Linked DNA regions of Sus scrofa: region 1 is linked to region 2. A link is a contact called in public HiChIP or PLAC-seq data. All regions are on one chromosome and are shown on one strand. The core of a region is the stretch at or near the end of the contact, and the rest is flanking DNA. Distances in the headings are between cores, read along the strand shown.

Region 1 (6,219 bases), core at 1,826-4,325, 99 kb after region 2:
CCATGATGGTAACTCCAAAATCCTACAAAATCTTAAGGATAATTGTATGAATGAATGAGCTGTCAGGTTGCCAGTTCAAAATGAAAAGACATTTCTGGACATTTGAGTTTCTACTGGCATGAAAGAGATTGAGAAAACTACTTAACTACAAATATGGACCATTCCTTAAGGAAAGCCATCTCAGAGAGTGGAGTCAAGAGTGGGGAGAAGCAAAGCCAAAAACTGATGAGATGATGCATTAAAACAAGAATTGGCAAACTAGGGCCCATAAAACCAATCCAGGCTGTTGTTGCATAAGCCCACATGCTAAGAGACCTGGCAACTTTAGCTTTTGTTTCTTGAGAGCCACCTGCCATTACTATCTGATGTAAAGAGGAAAACCTGGCAGATGAGTGTCCAAGGGACAGAGAGACCCAGCCTGCTCTCAGCCATTCCAGCAACCCCAGTGGAGGCACCAGCCCAGTGAGTGAAATTCCTTTCCATCGTACCACTTCAGCTGAGCTGCCCCACCCAACATCACGGAGTAGAGACAAGCTGTTCTGAGTCCTGTCCAAATTACAAAACCATGAGCAAATAAATGGTTGTTTATGTTTGAACCACTCAGTTTTGGTGATAATTGGTGGGACTGCGATAAGCAACTTGAGTGCACTGTTTAATCTCTGGACTAGGTAGGAGACATTATTTGGGCTCCAGTTTATTCATCTATACTAATCAAGGATTGGACAAAGTAGTGTCTTTTTTTTTTTTTTTTAATTGGCTTTAGCAATTTAATTGGCTGTTACTGGAGCAGATTTATTTATTTATTTAGCCACTCTTTCAGCATGTGGAAGTTCCAGGCCAGGGATCAAACCCATGCCACAGCAGTGACCCGAGCCACAACAGTGACAATGCTGGGTCTTTAACCTGCTGAGCCACCAGGGAACTCCAAGTTAGTGTCTTAAGGTCCCTCTCTACTCTAACATGCTATTTTTGGGTGAATAATTCCATTCTGTTATTCTGTAGTTTTTAGTAAGTGCCTATGCCTGCTAGCTAGGCACTATTAGTAGTGAGTGCAGCAGATAAAGTGTGAACAAAATAAAGTTAAGGCTTTAGAGGAGACCATGCACTATAGCAGACATAATCTGAGATCTGTTGTAGTAAACATTCTCCCAGCCATGGGGGGAAAAACAAGAAAGGAAAAAGGATCTTTGCACTCAGCCATTCAAAACTTCTTTTATAGAGGCAGAACTGGCCCCACATTGCTCATAAATAGCAAACTGTGACTTCTAACAGCTTCATTTTTCTGATAACAACAGTGTGACATTCTGTAGCATAAAGCAAACTCTGACTATTGAACAGATCTGTATGTTTGGATTTGCTGGATGCCCTAGATAAGCAAAAGCATTCTTTTGGATACTTGGCTTTTAGGTAGTCCACAGGATTTGAATTAAATCTTATCTTCTGTAGAGGGCCTATAACAGCACAACTAGGAGTCAGAGGCTGTGCAATCAGCCCTGAGAAGAGAAAGAGAGTCAGAATCTTGTCCACCATTATTATCATCCTGTGTTCGCCTTCTGTTCCAAAACGTTCAGGGAGTAGGCAGAAAAACACAATTTCTGGCTTAAAAGTTTTCAGTCTAAATTGAATAGCTCTGAATGTAAATCAGAAATTGTATGAACAGAGTTGCTTTCTTTTCTATTTGTCCTTCTGACAGTGCCAATCGTGTTTCATTCTGAGTGAAAGAAATGGGTTGGGTGAGCTCTGAGTTGAGTGTCCAGAGGCCCCGTTTATGGTCTGGATTTGACTTTGAGCTTGGGAACGATGTCTTGGCCTTACCATTTTCTGATTCCCAGGAGTGAAATGATACTGAAGAGTAAAAATGGACGGTAACATAGGTGGAAAATTAAAACACAGAAGCATCAAGACCAGCAGAGAGCTACGTGAGGTGTATGAAAGGAATTAAAAGGAGCCAAGGGCGATCTTTTGGATTCTTAGCATAACTTTCCCTCTAGTTTGAGGTTTGAATACAGTGTTTACGCAGTCATACACAAAACCATGTTTGTCTGCATGTTGCCGCTGCAGTTCGTGGAAAGAGCATGGAAGAAAATGAGAAACTGAACAAAACCAGGGAGCTTACTGAGAGGCTGAGAGGGAAACAAAATCAAACCAAACAAAAAAATGGCAGTTCGGAAAGAAGGAAGGGAGGAAACTTCTTTGTTGGAACTCGAGGTTCTAAACCATCGGCCCCACCCAGTCCAAGGCTGCCTGCCACGAGGACTCGCAGAGCAGAGCTGCTCCACACGGGAGGCTGAACGGTCCCGGGAAGCGTGGAGGGAAACGAAGGGCGCGCTCAGGCAAAGGGCGCCTCCCCGGCGGGGCGGGGGGGTGGTGGGTAAGAACTTGGCTCCGGGTCTGGGCCCCCTAACGCGCCACCCAGCTCCCACCGTAGTTCCACGCCTCGCAGCGCGCTCGGAGGCGGGGGCGGACCAATCGTTTGCCCGCCGGGACCGTGTGGACCGTCCCCCCCCACCCCCACCCGCCGCGCCTCCGCGCGCTCCTCCCAGGAACTGTCGGTCAGAGGTTAAGCTAATATGTGTGCTGTCGGTAACCGGGAGCTGAATGCCAACGGCTCAGCTCGGGGGAATCACGATTTATGTTTCTTGGCACAATTCTTCCTTCCATTGCATTGACGCCTTAAAAAAAAGTGACATAGCCAAGCTCAGAGTCGGCTCAAGTCTTGCCAATTTATAAATTGAGCCGGGGCTGAGAACTCGACGTGGCGCTCCAGAAGTAAAAGAGGAAGGGAGGAAGAAACGAAGCCGGTACTGGGCCTCAAGGAAGCCTCGGCGGCGCTTTACCGGAGGGCAGCGCCGTGGGCGCGGGGCCGCTCCCACTGGCGCGGCCCGGGGAACGTTACAGGGCGAGGCGGACCCTGCGGGCGGCGGCGGGCGGGCTGGGTAGGGTGAGTCACCCCGACTCCCGACTCCGGGTGCGAATGGGCCAGGGCAGGGGAAGGCGGGGCGGGGCGGGGCGAGGCGGGCCTCGGCGGGGAGGATGTGGTGGCTATAAAAGCCCCACCCAGGTCAGGCAGCTCCGCTCTGCATCTGGGGACGCTCGCAGCGCTCGGCGCCTGGCCCAGGTAAGCGGGGCGCCTCGTCCGCCCGCTATGGCCCTGGGGCCACCGCGCTAGCGGGGCGCAGAGAGGCGGGGAAGGAGACGGCCTTGCAAAGAGAAGCTCCAGTGGTGGGGACCCCGAGGCTGTCTGGGGAGAGGGCTGGAGAGTCCGTCCGCACCAGGGGCTCTCTGGGGAGGGGGCATAGTGGGGATCTGGACTGGAGTGAGGGGGGGCCAGGTGCGCCCCAGCCTGGGGAGTGCAGGGCAGAAGAAGGGGGTTGGGCATCCCATCCCCGAAGTGCTCGCAGGAAGCCCGGAGAAGTGGCGCCGAGAGAGGAGCGGGGGGCGGGGGGCGGGGGGAGGCCCCGCATTCCAGACGGGCCAGACGCGGCGGGGGGCAGGGTGTGGCCGCCCTGGAGCCCCGGGTCTGGTGGAGAGCAGACTTACGGCACCCTCCACGCGTTACACGACCCTCTAGAAAGAAATCCCCACCTGTTCCAAGTTACTTTACTTGAAACAGAGGCGCATTTATGGAACTTGTGCCGACTAGTAGAAGGGAAGCAGTGAGGGGAGGATAAGGGGTGGGAGCTGTTAGCAGCGGCCCCCTGCTCCAGTCAAACAAAACAGAATGAAGAAACCTCATTCTCCTTTGTCTAGATTATCTTGTAAGAGCAACTTCTGATTTCCGTGTATCCTTCCCTACTTGGTTGACCACTTTTGCATCGGGAAGGAAGTGTCCCCCAACCCCGGGGTTCTGTGGGGAGGGTTGTCACTGACTGACTTGCACTGATGCAGCAGTGAGTCAGGGACGGAAGGTACAGAAAAGGGCGTGGCCCCTCAGGCCGCTGCTTGGGAGTTCTGTGAGGACGCCAATTCCTACCTTCCTCATAGGGTTGTCATGAAGATTTCAAAAAACACGTTCATTCAAAAATAAATATGTAAAGCACACTGAAAACATTAGGTGCCATACAACACAAAGTGTCCTTATTTTTGTGTTAAGATTTGCCATTTTAAAGTTATTTAAAGGTATTCTCCATCTGTGTACAGAAGAGCAGTAACCTCATGGGTACGTATTGGGTCTTTACCAAGAACCATAGTGTTCTGGAGTCCAGGATTCTGTTCCCCGACACTCAGAGAACTCTACTAGTGGGTTCTATCCAAAAGTGTGCCTAACTGTGCTTGTCTGGAACTTGGTTATTTGGGATGCCGATTTCACTTTCCCACTGAAGCAATGTTATGGAAGGCGCTTAATTTGTCAGACTAGCCCAGAGACCCTGTGTGCACTGAATCAAAAATACTGATAATATATGTGGAATTTGGGAGGTGGGCTGTTGGGGAGCGAAGGGAAAGTGAAAGGGTAGGTTAGGGAGGATATGGAGATAAAAAGAATAAATCACTGAAACATTTCACTGGAACTTTTTCTTCATTTTAAGCTTGACCCTTATTAAATTATTTTAATTGTAAAATTATATCTTTGTCACCCTCCCCACTTTTGTCTCTCTTCCTCCTGATTCTTTGAAGACCCACGCCCCTGCCAAATGGCAAAAGCCCATCCCTGCTTATCCAGTTCTGCATTCCCCTCCTTGTATATCTAGCTAGAGACTAGCAGATTGAATCCATATTCATTAATATTCAATACTAGGAATGGCTGGTGGTCCTAAAATGCCCAGCATCCTAGGGGAGTTGTATTATTTAAAAAAAAACAAAACTTTTTAAACATAAACATCTGTAATTTATAGGATTTGAGGCTATGGAATTAAGGAGCCACATAATAGACAATGTGAAGGGAGATTTTAGATGAGGTCCATTTGAGGGTCCTTTGTGGTCAGTGGTGTTAAGACCATCTCGCAAAGCACTCTCTTCTCTTCTAGCTCCATCTTTTACCTCAAAGCTTCATCAAGGCTTTCTCCAGAAGTTTACAGTGCATCTACAGTGGAAGGGTGTGACCATCAGTGTAAATTTTTTTAGTTGAAGGTTTATGATTTGGGGACCACCTGGATTTTGTGATTTCCTTCAGTGCCAAATGGCTTGCCTGCTGTAAATGCACAGGAAATACTGCTGCCTTACTGGTTTTGATCAGGAGCTTGGTTTTGGACTAGAGTCTCAATATTTAACATCCGTGTCTTTGAGCTATTAAAGTACTGTATCGATTAACGTCCTGGGCGGTCGTGGCCATTAGTTTCCTGACTAATTTCTAATTTAAGTAGTTTTCCTGGCAAGGTAGGTATCTGTCTGTAATTGCTATTGATTTTGAGGGCTGTAGGCTCTTCCTGCACTGTTGGGCCTGGAATCTGGTCTTGATCTTTGCTTGTGTGGGCCTGCTGAAGTGTTTCTCACTAACTGAAGGTGGGTGTGTCACAGAAAAGTCTCAGGCTCTCCTGAGCTGCTTCAAACATCTGTTCATTCAATAATGTTTATTATACCATGTTGTATTCACAGGTAGAAGCACTGGGGATACACCAGTGACCAAAATAGAACAAAAACAAAGAAAATCTCTGCTCTTTAGACTTTAAATCTAGTGGGGAGAAAAATATTAGAGACAAAAATGAGTGAGATGCATAGACAGTCAGTGAATTGTGAACTTGGCCCTTTCCCCACTTAATATTGGTTTCCAGATTTGGTTGGGACTCATTTTCCCTTTAATCCAGCTGTCCCACAGACCTGAGCATCATATTTAACCTGCTTTAGGGAAGGTGTGGTTTAAAGTTATCATGACTTAGCCTGCCTTCCAGATTTGTGAGACTAGAAATGAAATGCTCTTTTTTTTCTCTTGCATGTGGGAATCCACCTCCCTCATAGTCCCTGGTGCCACACCCTGTTCTGGCTGTAGGCTCCATCAGAGGAAATTCCTGTCCTTTAAAAATTTTTTTTTCCGCTCATTCACTGTCGGCTGTATTTTTCCTCCTCCAGTTGCCAGAGGCGGTCCCCAGCTACTTGGTTGGGGCACAGTCGGGGTCAGAAGATGACCAGGCCTGTTCTTCTGTGCGGTTCCACTGAGATTACCTCCAAATCTCTCTCCCAGGGAGCACTCTGAAGCTTTTAACCCCCCTGAGCTCTGTCCTATCAGAAGACGGTGTAGCATTCAAGTGGTCTGAGTTAATACTCCCCAGGCTTGGTGTGGAAAGT
Region 2 (6,214 bases), core at 2,051-4,550:
ATAAACTCTCTAAGGCCAAGTTCACCCCAAATCAAGCAAAGGAAGCTCGTTAGCTAAGGGGTAGGAAAATAACTGGGTACTGATAAAAAATAGATGATCACACATGTTTCTTTATCTTGATTTGGTCTACAAGAAGAAATATACATGTAATAACAGCTCTGATAATTTCACTTTAGCCAAGTGCTTGCAGTTTTAAGAGTTCCTTTTGAAATATTGGTCCAATGAATCATTTGATAAACTCAAAATGAGTACCTACTGTTATAAATTCTGTCAAAATGAAATTGGCTTCTCATTCAACTTTTGAGTTTGCTTATTTCTCAGTTTAGCAGAAATGGAGACCAAATTGTCCTTCTGCTTGAATATCTACAGAATAACATGTAACTATCACTTTGGAAAACAGTTTGGCAGTATCTTAAAAAGTTGAATACAAATTTACCATACAACCCAACAATTCTATTCCTAGGTGTCTGTCCGAGGGAAATGAAAACACAAAGACCTGTATACAAATGTTCACACCAATATTATTCATGATGGCCAAAAAGCGGAAACCATCTAACATCCATTAAGTGTTGAAAGCAAAAGGGGGCATATACATAAATGTGCTACTATTCAGCAAAAAAACAACTAGTGATACCTGCTACTACATGGATGATCCTCAAAAATGGGAGAAAGAATCCAGACATGAAACACCGTATATTATATGAGTTCATTTACATGAAATTTCCAGAACAGTCAAGTCTGTAGAATCACAAAGCAGCTTCGTGTTGGCCTGGAGCTGGAGTGGGAAGAGAGATTAACTGTAAATGAGCATGCAAGGTTTTTCAGGGCAATGGAAATATTCTAAAACTTGGTAGTGCTGATGGTTGCAAAACTGTACACTTGGAGTTGCCATTGTGGCTCTGGGGTAATGAATCCAACCAGTATCCATGAGGACACAGGTTTAATCCCTGGCCTTTCCCAGTTGGTTAAGGATCCGGCATTGCTGTGACCTGTGGTGTAGGTCAAAGATGTGGCTCGGATCCGGAGTTGTGGCTTGGATCCAGCAGCTGCAGCTCCGATTCGACCCCTAGCCTGAGAACTTCCAAATGCTGCGGGTGCAGCCCTAAAAAGATAAACAATCGAAAAACTGTATACTTACTAAAAATCAGGGCGTGATAACCAACTAAAATGGGTGAATTTTATGGTACATAGATTACACCTGAAAATAGATATTTTCAGGAATAAAGGATGTACATATTTAATATATTGAAATAGCAAAAAAGTTATGAGGACTGACTTGCAGTATCAGCCTTTTCATTGATCATGTAATGTTGGAAAAGTCGCTTGACAATGTAGTCCTCAGTCTCCTCATCAGGAAAACGAGAGAGTTGGACTAGATATCTCCAAAGTTCCTTCTGGCTCTAAAACTGTGATTCTGTATGCTATCTTGCAAGCATCAGAACTCAGATACACTAAGCCAGAGCATGCTGTTTAACGATGCACTATAATCTCAACACAGGCCCTGTCTGGTGATATTAACATACCACACCAGTATGGGCTGATGCACCCCAGCAGCATGAGTGCTTGAACAATTCTTGAGCAATATTCTTGAGCAGTGGCTGAAGACTAGGACAGGACTCCCAACACTGACTACACACTTTGCAGGATGGTACTCAACACTTAAACTTCTACACTGCCTTGATGTCTACCTGTACCCTAGTATATGTATCACTGTCACTCACCTAATTAGAAATGCTACCCCATGGTGCTAGGCACTGCACCAGTTGATTTGTAAGCACCTGCAAGCACTGTCTCCTAACTACTGGCCTCTTCCTACAACTCATTCAGTACAATTCCAGATAAACATCCTAAAACATAGAAATTCTGATTGTGTCATTCCTCTACTTATAAGCTTCCCTCTCCACACAGCATTGCATTTCTTAGAAAATAAATTTAAAATCCTTAGTCTGGTTTATAAGGTCTTCTATGGTCTGGTCCTAACCTATTTTTCCAAACATCTTCCCTCTACCACACTTTCAGAGACCTTGCATGGCAGGCAAAATAAACTACCTAAACTGCCTGTACTCAAGGGAGATTTTTAGCATAAGCATAATTCTTAGGTAAACATAATTTTAAAAAGTATCAGAAATCATTCTAAATTTAGAACAGGCTTTCCTGCTAGCATACAAACTGTACTCTGTTCATGTAAGAGGTTTATGCAGCTCCTTGTGCTGGTCTCTGTCTAGAATGTCCTTTCACATAACCCACATACTTTAAATTCTTCAAATGAGCTGACATGTCAAGTGCCCAATGTGGTAGCTGATATGTAAGTACTCAGTAGATGTCTTTAGCTATTCAAATCTGCTTTCTATCCCTCTCACTAGTAATTTCTCTCCCTCTCTGAACTCACACTACCTTTTCTATAATAACTCTCTTCTACAGCATATCACTTTCTATTTCTTTTTGTAATCAATTATTTAATGTGTATATCTTAGATTCCCAATGATCAAAAGCTCTTGGAAAAGCCCATATTGGGCCTGAGTCCTATGCTATGCAGTACCAAGCACAAATTGTAAGTGCTCAATAAATCTTTGCTGGATGAATGGAAATAAAACTAGTGTGAGAGCCAGAGTGACTGCTGGTGGATAGTGTCACCTAAAATGTGAGGAGAGGGAGTTCCCGATGTGGCTCAGTGGTTAAGGAATTGGGCTAGCATCCATGAGGATGCTGGTTTGATCCCTGGCCTCGCTCAGTGGGTTAGGGATCTGGCCTTGCCATGAGCTGTAGTCGCAGATGCTTCTCAGATCCTGCATTGCTGTGGTGTAGGCCAGCAGCTGCAGTTCCATTAGTCTCCTAGCCTGGAAACTTCCATATGATGCAGGTGTGGCCCTAAAAAATAATAGTAATAATAATAAAGTAAAATAAAATAAAATGGGAGGAGAATGGAATAGGAGTGCGACTATGTGCCATGTACAGTGCTGAGCACAGCTTCCTCCCTTACTTCATTTACTCCTTTCTAAAACCCTACTAAGTAGGTGATCGTACTATCTCCACTTTATTGATTAGGAGTAAGACAGACACTTGCATAAGGGCATAACCAAGTCTGGGTCTTTCCAGTACTGTACTTGTCGTCTGTCCTCCTTCCAGTTTATGATTCCCCTCAAAGCAGAGGACGTTCTAGGACAGTACACAGCACCGGCCCCTTCAGCCAGGTGTACTTCAGAAAAGCGTGTTACAGTTTCCAACTGAACTACCAGGAGTAAGCGGGAAGGGGTGGGGGGACGGTCCTTTCCAGTGGCAGGGCCCCGCCCACCACCTCTCTGATGATGTCATTACGCAGGGCCGAGGCGGCGCGGCCACCTCCTTTAAATAAGGCCTTCCCGAGGGGCGCTCGACAGTGAGAGGCGTGTGGTGGTGGGGGGGTGTGTGAGTTGTCTGCGGTTCGCGGCCCGCGCCCAAGCCGCCGCGGACCACGAGGTGGGCTGAAAGGCTGCTCTGCGGCGGAGACGCGGTGGGGAGGGCGGGTTCGTGACGGGCGGGAGAACAGAACATGGCGGCCCCTCGTCCGGGCCAGGAACCTCCGCACCAGTGCTGGGGCGGCCCCCTCCCCCGGCTTTGCTCGCGGCTTTACTGCCTTCCTGGAATCATAATTCTCCCTTGGTCCCCTTTCCCTCAGCCATCCTTCTACCTTCATCGGCTCTCCGGCCCCAGCCCCACACTGGGCAGAAGTGGGAGCCGGTGAGTGGGTGAGGTGGGTGAAGTGAGGCCGGCCCACTCCGCAGAGATCTACTCCTGCACTTGACTGCTTGTTGCTTACAAACTCTGCTTATCACTCTGCCCGGGTTGGCAAGAGAAGCACTGAGCAGGCAGTGGGAGTGTTCAGGGCAGATTTATAGTCCTGGTGATTCCTCTGAGTGATCCTGTGAAGTGTCACAGTGTCCCATAAGTTATCTGGACGTCAGTCTCAAAAGTGTGGTTTTCTTGGAAAGATTCTTGATAGAGAACTTTGGTCCCGTGTCGTTTGCCAGAATCTGCTTCCTAACAGTATAGGGTTGGGAAAATCTTGGAAGCAAGATTTATTTTGGCAGTAAGAGAATCAAGTTGGGGAGCTGAGTTGAGACCGAACCCCATGCCCTCAGGTGATCTAGTATGTGAGCAATGAGAACACCATTCTGTTTTGGTCTTATTTCTTCAGACAGTGTCCTGAGACCCTCCTGGAACAAGTTAAATGGAGAAAAACTGATCCTCCATCAGCCTCGCTGCTCTGTCTGAAAGACCTTAGGAATGTTCCTCTGTCTGCTGTTTTCTAATTTAGATATCTAAGTTGAGAACCGGTGGTAGGAACAGGTTCTTGCTTCACCTGAGTTAACAGTGTCTGGCCCGGCCAATCACCTGCTTTTAATCTTGACCTTTTGTTTTTCCTCAGTTGAGTGTAAATTCTAGAGAAATCCTGCCTTCTCAGGCACCTGCACTACCAGGCAGCAGAATTGTGAACTTTGTGAACCAGAGGGAAGCAGAAATCTAGGAGTAAGAGCTCCGTGATGGCCATGGGTGAACCAAGGCTGAACTGGTGAGTTACATCTGTTTGTAATCTCCTAAAGATTGAAGTGGCTCTGGTGGCTGGATTAGGAAAGGAGGGTGTCTGGCCTGGAGAGATTTGGAGGAAACAGAAAGAGGATAAGTTCAGTGGCTTAGAACTTAACCCATTCTCATCTTCGCCTTCTGAGCACTTCTCTCCTAAAGTGAAAACAATTCACCACTTAGATTGCTTCTAGGTATAACTTCATCATGTATTTATTGTTGGTCTTAGTGAAGTAAGATAGTGGAATTTTTTTGTGTTCAAGATCCTAGCCCATTTCTATATAAGAATAGACTCTTTTTAAGAATAGACAAGCCTTTTTTGTTAGATTGGAATCTATATCAAGTGATGATATAAATGCATAAACCGTATTTTATTTATTTTTATTAAAGTATAGTTGATTTACAGTGTGCCAATTTCTGCTGTGCAGCAGCAAAGCAACTGAGTTATACATATATATACATACTTCTTTATATTCTTTTCCATCATGCTCTATTCCAGGAGATTGGATCAACTTCCCTGTGCCATAGAGTTGGACCTTGTTGTTTATCCATTCTAAATGCAGCAGTTTGCATTTACTAACTCCAAACTCCCAGTCCATCCCTCTCCTGTCCCCTCTTTTTGGAAACTATAAGTCTGTTCTCTATGTCTGTGATTCTGTTTTGTAAGCAGGTTCATTTGTGCCATGTTTTAGATTCCACATATAAGTGATATTATACGGTATTTGTCTTTCTTTTTCTGATAATCTTAGTATGATAATCTCTAGTTGTATCCATGTGGCTATTCATGGCATTATTTTGTTCTTCTCTCATGGCTGAGTAGTAGTCCGTTGTATATGTGTGTGTGTGTGTGTGTGTGTGTGCACGTGTATGTATATATATCTGTATATGTACATATCACATCTTTTTAATCCATTCATCTGTCAGTGGACCTTTACGTTGTTTCCATGTCTTAGCTACTGTCAGTAGTGCTGCTGTGAACATAGGAGTACATGTGTCTTTTTGAATGATAGTTTTGTCTGGATTATATGATAATTGTATCTTTAGTTTTCTGAGGAGCCTCCATGCTGTTTTCCATAGTGGTTGTACTAACTTACATTCCCACTAGCATTGTAGGAGGGTTCCATATTCTCCACACCTTCTCCAGCACTTACAGACTTTTTAATATTCTGACCATTGTGAGATGGTGCCTCATTGTAGTGCTGATTTGCATTTTTCTGATAATTAGTGATGTTGAGCATCTTTTCATGTGTCAGTTTAGGTCTTCTGCCCCCTATATTTTATTTTATTTTATTGGCTTTTTAGGGCTGCACTTGGAGCATATTGAAGTTTCCAGGCTAGGGGTTGAATAAGAGCTACAGCTGCCGGCCTCCACCATAGCCACAGCAACTGTAATAAATATCAGTGCCAGATCCTTAACCCACTGAGCGAGTCCAGGGATTGAACCTGCGTCGTCATTAATACTAGTCAGGTTCATTACTGCTAAGCCATGATAGGAATGTCTTCTGCACATTTTTTGATTTTTTTTTTTTATTGTTTTGTTACATGAGTTGTTTGTTTATTTTGGAGATTAAGTCCCATTGGTTGCATTGTTTGCAGATATTTTCTGTCATTCTGTAGGTTGACTTTTTGGGTTTGTTTATGGTTTCCTTTGCTG

The links. HiChIP or PLAC-seq counts read pairs in DNA pulled down with a chosen protein or histone mark.
Region 1: a contact with region 2 is called in an H3K27ac HiChIP or PLAC-seq map of alveolar macrophages. The contact joins the promoter of ANXA2 here to the promoter of ICE2 in region 2. A contact is called at or near these places in 1 of 5 promoter capture datasets (liver), 1 of 47 Hi-C or Micro-C datasets (skeletal muscle) and 1 of 2 datasets of contacts at active chromatin or transcription factors (alveolar macrophages).

Annotation. Positions count from the first base shown.
Region 1 is chr1:111,586,149-111,592,367 of Sscrofa11.1, forward strand. It overlaps ANXA2 (annexin A2), which reads left to right and starts at 3,076. Exons shown (of 13, transcript NM_001005726.1): 1 at 3,076-3,118.
Region 2 is chr1:111,486,459-111,492,672 of Sscrofa11.1, forward strand. It overlaps ICE2 (little elongation complex subunit 2), which reads left to right and starts at 3,301. Exons shown (of 17, transcript XM_013992913.2): 1 at 3,301-3,456; 2 at 4,406-4,549. The coding sequence starts at 4,521.